Linked DNA regions of Pan troglodytes: region 2 is linked to region 1. A link is a contact called in public Hi-C data. All regions are on one chromosome and are shown on one strand. The core of a region is the stretch at or near the end of the contact, and the rest is flanking DNA. Distances in the headings are between cores, read along the strand shown. Region 1 holds the start of TMTC2 (transmembrane O-mannosyltransferase targeting cadherins 2). Region 2 overlaps TMTC2 (transmembrane O-mannosyltransferase targeting cadherins 2).

The links. A called contact is a pair of places that touch in the nucleus more often than the background predicts.
Region 2: a Hi-C map of induced pluripotent stem cells shows a contact between it and region 1, with 2.2 times the contacts expected there. The contact joins the enhancer-like site here to the promoter of TMTC2 in region 1. A contact is called at or near these places in 2 of 7 Hi-C or Micro-C datasets (induced pluripotent stem cells and stem cell-derived neural progenitor cells) and 1 of 1 datasets of contacts at active chromatin or transcription factors (stem cell-derived excitatory neurons).

What each region holds. Positions count from the first base shown.
Region 1 is chr10:89,493,689-89,497,183 of NHGRI_mPanTro3-v2.0_pri, forward strand. TMTC2 (transmembrane O-mannosyltransferase targeting cadherins 2) reads left to right here and starts at 1,945. Exons shown (of 12, transcript XM_016923925.4): 1 at 1,945-2,786. The coding sequence starts at 2,704.
Region 2 is chr10:89,807,781-89,811,275 of NHGRI_mPanTro3-v2.0_pri, forward strand. The region is part of intron 8 of TMTC2 (transmembrane O-mannosyltransferase targeting cadherins 2); the gene reads left to right. Among named protein-coding and RNA genes, the nearest start is that of TMTC2, 310 kb to the left of the region's middle. Within about 2 kb of position 1,816, at least 1 of the 24 cell types and tissues checked has an H3K27ac peak or open chromatin away from gene starts, as enhancers often do. A contact at or near this core is called in induced pluripotent stem cells, where this site is marked.

The DNA.
Region 1 (3,495 bases), core at 695-3,194:
AAGGAAACTTCTGCCTAAAGTTAAAATTGGGGAAGGGAGGCATTGCAGGGGTAGAAGTACGGGGACCACTTAGAGGGCTACTGCATTTGTCCATGCAGGAGATGAGGGCAGCTGGGCTGTGGACTCAAGTAGTAAAGATGTGATAGGATGTGTTTTGGAGGTAACTGTCCAGGTTTTTGTTAACAAGTAAAATGAAACGAGGAAGCTAGAAAGCATAGTAATAATGATATACTAGCTAATACTTCTGTAGCACTTTCCTGGTCCCTTTTAGATATTTTACATAGGTTAACTACTTTAATACTCATAATAACAGTACTCATAAGATAAGTACTATTATTATCACTGTTTCATAGATTAGAAAACAGAGTCACAAAGAGGTTGAGCGACTGGCCAAAGATCGCCCAAATAGTAATAGCAGAGTATGCACTCAAACTTAAACATCTGATCCCACAGTATGTGTTCTTCCTTCAGTGTTCTAGGACACCATATACATATTTTATATATACTATATATATCTCAGCATGTAAGTGCATTGGAGAGACACAGAGCATCAGGATGGACTAACTGATATGATTTTCGAAATTTTCAAGTGAGCAAAGGTTATGGAGGAAAAGGGTAAAAGATCAGTCCCTACATGTAAAGACATAATTCCTTTTATTTTTGTTTACATATATTTGTCCAGGGCACAAAAAATGTGCTACTGTGGATGGCATAACAGGTATAATATTAATAAATATTCATCATTTTATCTGTGTGTATCCAATACAGATTTCTCAGATTTCCTTGTGAAATCAGGGAAATATGTAGCTTTGTTCTACAGAAGCCCAGACCACGGTATTTTCTTTCCAGGCCACTGCTAGACACCCAGGGGGCTCAATTTCTTGCCACAGTTTCGGAGAGCTTGCTGGTTAGGTGCTGCTCTTGGTTGGAACCAGTCGGCCCGCATGGAAAACAGACCTGTCTTCCATACCTTGTGGTTACTATGCAGCAGGGGGCGCTGCAGTAGTGTACATCGCGGTGCACCGGAGCCACTGTCCTGGCCAGAAAGCCAACAAGCCGGGAGGAGGCGTGTCAGGCAGCCCTGGGTCCTCTTTGGTCTTGCAACTTTAGTACCCAGAGCTTGTTCTACACAGACCATTCTACACCATATTTCACCATGTTGGATGCTTTCCATCCAGTCCTGCCTCCGAGCGGAAAGGAAAGGGCATTAGCTTACCGCCTTACTAGGTTTAAGTATAATGCTGTACCGGCTTGCACTAGAGGTTTCTCTCCTGTGTTCTCAGGGTCAACCCGACAGTCCCTCTGAAACCACGAAGGGGTCCCCGGGCAGTTGCTGCGGGGTGTGTGTGTGTCTTTCTTTCCCTTTTTGGGGTCCTTTCTTTTTAACCTTACTGAAGGAGGAAACGTTTCTCTCCCCACACGTCTTTCCATTGACATTGTGGCCAACCGTAGGCTAAGAGCTGAAATCTCTCCTTCCTAAGTTGCCTCCAAGCTCTCCAATACTACCTCCTCCCGCCCCATTTAGTCTCACACACAGTGTGCGTGAGAGATCGCCAGTGAGTTTGTGACAACCGAAGCTGCAGCAGTCGCCAAACCTGTTCTTCCTCTCCCGGTCTCAGAAGTCTCTCCAGCTGACCGGACTTACGCCTGGCAGCTCTTGGCACACACAGCGCTGTGGCTGAGATTCAGCCGTGCCAGGCGCTGCCAGGCAGCAGCGGGGCGACCGACCACCTCCTCCTCGGCCTCCTTTCTCCCAGCTTCCCCTCCCAGGGCGCACTGAATCTACTCCTTTGGGCTGTCTTCCAGCCGTCGCCCTTGGGTCCCGGGGGCTTTCCAGAGTGAAATCGAAGGTGAAAGAAACAAGAGGACAGGAGGCTGGTAGGAGGAGCCTCCAGGCCGGGGAGGGTGGGAGGAGCCTCCAGCCCGAGGGGCAGGGTAGGAGGAGCCTTCCGGGAGGATCTGGGTGGAGAAAGGGGCTGGGCCAAGCCGGGATGGAGGGTTGGTCACGCAGGCGCGGGGGGCCGCGTCGAGAACCCCGCGCGGGAGCTTCTGGAGTCTCCAGCCACCGCTTCTCACTTCATTGGAGAAGGGAGCTGGGGCTGGGGCTGGGGCCGGGAGGGAGCTAATAAACATTGAATGTGCAGCAGCCGCCTTGGCGGCCGGAGTCCGCCCGAGCGACACCGGAGCAGTGCGCCCGGGAGGCGGCGAGGGGAGGCGGTTCGCCTTGTCCCTCCCACCCGCGCCTCTTTCTCTCTCTTCCTCCAGCTGGTCCCAGAGCCCGGCTTAGTCCGGTCCCTCTGCCCCCATCCCGCACCCTTCAACCTCCTCCGAGTCCCACTCCTCACCTAGGACGCCCCAAACTGCCATGGGTTAGGGTGGGGATCGCGACCCGCGCGAAAGACCAGCCCTGCGCTTCCGCCGGGGGACGCGGAGCCCAAACGCCGCTCACCGCTTGCGGGCGCCGGGCATGGGGAGTGTGGTGTGAGCCCGCACCCGGGGAGGACGCAGGAGCTGCGGAGCCGGGCGCGAGGAGGAGGAGAGGAGTCGTGGATTGGAAGGACCCGAGGGAGGGAGGGTGGGGAAGCGAGGGAAAAGTGAAGCTGGGAGGAGAAGGCGGCGGAAGGTGGAGATTGATGCTTCTGTTTTTTGTTGCCGCTGCTGCCCTCGCGCTGGGAGCCGAGCCGGAGGGAAGGCGGTGGAGAGATGATTGCAGAGTTGGTGAGCAGCGCTCTGGGGCTCGCCTTGTATCTCAACACCCTGAGTGCGGATTTCTGCTATGATGACAGGTAAGGGGCCGAGAGGAGGGGGCGACGGGCTGCAGGGGGCACACTCCGCGGTGGCTCTGAAGCTTCCCTCTTTAAGGCTCAAAGTGCGTCTTGGACGAACTGGTTCAGCACCTGATGGTTTAGGCGACACGTAAACATTAACACCTAAATCAAACACCGGGGACGTGAGGCGCGCTGGGCGGGCCGAGGGAGTTTCCGCTCCTAGTTTGCAGCAGGTTCTCTCCCTTGCTTCTCGGCTGTTGGCAGACGCTTGAGTTTCTTAGCGGAAATCCCGGCAATTTGGGAAACTGTTTAATGAACGTATTAAATTAAAGTCTTAGGTATTCCTTGATGCAACAAAGCACATTAAGTGATTTTACGTCTGGTTGGGAGGAAGCCTCTCCTCGATCCCTGATAGATCCTCCCTGTCCCGTTTCCTTTTATTGATGGGACATTTTTATTTCCCGAAGTTAAAACACACGTTTGATAGTTGCCAAAATTGTGAAAAGGGAGATCGTTCTCTGCTTTAACTTTCCCTTTTAACGTGTATAGACTTTTACTTTGAGCCAAAATAATGCTGCTGATGGTCTCTCCCGCCGCCCTAGCCTCCTTCACCAATCCATTGGGCAGCACTTTATAAAAGCCTCGGCTTTCTCATTTCTGTTTGGGAGTTGTACATTAGACGTTAGTGGTTCTTTTGTACTAATTGGAGAAGAAGACGCCCCTAGAG
Region 2 (3,495 bases), core at 566-3,065, 310 kb after region 1:
TGTTTTTTAGTTTTCTGCCTTAATGATCTGTCTAACGCTGTCAGTGGGGAGTTAAAGCCTCCCACTATACTATATGGCTGCCTTAAGTCTTTTCATCACTGCAGAAGAACTTGCTTTATAAATCTGTGTGCTCTAATATTTGCTATGTATATATTTAGGATAGTTAAGTCTTTTTGTTGAATTGAAACTTTCATCATCATATAATACCCTTCCTTGTCCTTTTTGGCTGTTGTTGGTTTAACGTCTGTTTTATCTGATATGAGAATAATGACCTCATCTCTTTTTCTTCCTATCCCTTTGTCAGACAGGTCTTTCTTGATCCCTTTACTTTGAGCCTGTGGGTGTTGATACCTGTGAAACAGATCTCTTGAAAACAGCAATTGGGTCTTGATTTTTTAATGTAACTTGCCTTTCTGTGCCTCTTACGTGGGGGTGTTTAGATCATTTACATTCAGGATTAATATTCATATGTGAGATTTTAGTCCTATCATTGTGTTATTAGCTGTTTTATGTAGACTTGATTGTGTAGTTGTTATATCATGTCTGTGGGCTATGTGCTTAATAGAGTTTTTATGGCAACAGGTATTGTTCTTCCATCTCCATGTTTAGTACTCCCTTAGAGACCTCTTTTAATGCTGGTCTAGTGGTAATGAATTCCTTTAGTATTTACATGGCTGAGAAGGATTTTATTTCTCCTCAATTTATGAAGTTTAGTTTGGTGGGACATGAAATTCTTGGTTGGAATTTCATTTCTTTAAGGATGCTGAAAATAGGTCCCCAATCTCTTCTGGCTTGTAACGTTACTGCTGACAAGTCCAGTTGCCTTTAAGATATTTTCTTTTTCATTGACCTTGTAGAACCTGATGACTGTGTCTTGGGAGTGCTTATTTTTTATATTATCTTGCAGGAATTCTCTGATTTTCTTGAATTTGCATGTTGACCTCTCTAGTAAGATTGGGAAAATTTTCGTGAACTCTTACATATCCTCAAATATGTTTTACAAGTTGCTTACCCTCTCTCCTTCTCTCTCAGGAATGCCAGTGAATTGTAGTTTTGATCTCTTTACATAAGCCTATATTTCTTGGAGATTTAATCATTTTTCTTATTCTTTATTCTCTTTTTTGTCTTTCTGCATTGATTCAAATAATTAGTCTTTGAGCTCTGAGATTCTTTGCTCAGCTTGCCCTGTTGTGTTGTTAATGCCTCCAACCGTATTATGACATTCCTTGTGAATTTTTCACTTCCAGAACTTTTCCAGTTTTTTGGTTTAGTTCTTTCTTAAAATGGCTGTTGCATCTTTCAATTCTTGGATCATTTTACTGGATTCCCTGGATTCTTTGGATTGTGTTGTGACTTTCTTCTAGATCTCATTGAGTTTCCTTGCCATCCAAATTTCTAAATTGTACATCTGTCATTTCAGCCATGTCAATCTGGCTAAGAAGCATTTCTGGGAAACTAGTGAGATCATTTGGAGGTAAGGAGACACTTAGACTTTTTGAATTGCCAGAGTTCTTGTGCTGATTCTTTCTCATCTGAGAGGGCTGGTGTTCCTTTATCTGTTTTAGAATTTGCTGTCATTTGGGTGGGACTTTTTATTTTTATATTCTTTATTTATCTTAAGGGTTTGACTGTGAGATATGTATCTATTCATTTGGCTTCAATTCTGGGTCCTAACAGAAGGCCATGGCTCTGCACGGGATCTTTATTTGTGGAAAGATTCCTGCATTTTGTTTCACAGGCAGTGTATACTGGCCGAAATTTTTTTTTTTTTTTTTTTGAGTAGGGGTAGGGCGGTGTAATTCAAGTTCCAATCCAGTAGATGGTGCTTAAGAGTCATGGTTGGCAGGCGCGAAGCAGGGAGTGGTGGCTCACGCCTGTAATTCCAGCACTTTGGGAGGCCAAGGCAGGCAGATCAATTTGGGAAGCTGAGGAGGGCAGATCACTTGAGGTCAGGACTTCGTGACCAGCCTGGCCAACATGGTAAAACACTGTCTCTACTAAAAATACAAAAAACAGCCGAGTGGCCAATATGGTGAAACACTGTCTCTACTAAAAATACAAAGATTAGCCAAGTATGGTGATGTGCGCCTGTAATCCCAGCTACTCCAGAGGCTGTGGCAGGAGAATCGCTTGAACTCGGGAGGCGGAGGTTGTAGTGAGCCCAGATTGCACCATTGCACTCCGGCCTGGGCGATAGAGCTAGACTTCGTCTTATTAAAAAAAAAAAAAAAAAAAAAAGGGAGAGAGAGAAAAGAAAAAAGGGCCTAGGAGGCAGAGAATGCAGTGAGCCGAGACTGCGCCACCACACTCCAGCCTGGGAAACGCAAGGAGAGTCTGGTCTCCAAAAAAAAAAAAAAAAAAAAAAAAAAGAGTAATGGCTGGCAGATTGGCTCCTAGCCTAGCACCTCTTTTGTGATTCAGCACCTTTGCAGTAGTGCTCTGTGGTGGGGGAGATGGGAGAGAAGAGATGACCCCCTTATCATATACGTTATTGGACCTTAGGGGAGCCTGCTGCAATCACTGGTGCCGTGCCCTTGAACCCCGGCTTCACTCTTCCCCATGCTCTGAGAGTGACGGCTCTTACCCTGCTCCAACCACACATCTCAGCTCTGCATTCTGGATCTACGTGCTCTGACCCTGGGGACTTGGGACCTACTGGGCCAGCAGCCTTGTCCTCTGACCCTTTGAGATCGAGCACCAGCTGTGCTTGGTGGAGGCAGGGGGTTTTGGCAGGTAATTGCCCCAGGGTGGGGTTGCTCCCAGGCCACTAGCAAAGCACTCAAAGCAGTATGCCTGCTCCTGTGCAAGCAGCCAAGCAGGGAACCCCAGGAGGGGTCAGTGCACAGGCAGATGTGCAGATCTGACACACCTTGATATCTTAGGAAAGACAGCCCTGTTCTCTCCCAGTCCAGTCAGCAAAGTTAAGAGCCATGCAGAGGAGCATGGAGAACCCTTGGATATCGATGCCTATTACCATATTTTGTTGCAGCTGTCCCCATGCAAAAACCCCCTGGGCTTTACACATGCTCAAGTTTGGTCTCTGTCTACTCTCTGGGCAGTCCCCCCTACCAGCTCAACTGTCTGTAGGGGTGGTGGCATCTTGTGCAGCCAGGATCCCAGAAGTCCATGGTTAGTGTGGGTTTCTCTACAGGTTCCTCACTTACCACTTCCTTAGGAGCCATTCAGGGCCAAGGAGTCCTTCCTATAGGTCGGCCATCCCATGCAGTGCTCTTAGTTTCCTCTCTCTTTAGCCTTGGTGCCTGCGTTGCCTCTCTGTCAACTCTCAGTGTTTTCTCCCAAAAGATCTGTCTTGAAGTATGTTGATTTGCTCCATATTTTGGTCTCACTCGCTTGGAGAGGCTCTTCCTGGGTGTGTCTAATTGGCCCTCTTTTCCCACCTCTTCTTAGGATACTTTTTATTTCTTTGCTATCAGTTGTAATGTTTCCTCTTTCATTTCTGATTTTTGTTATTCGAATCTTCTTTCTTTTTTCTTA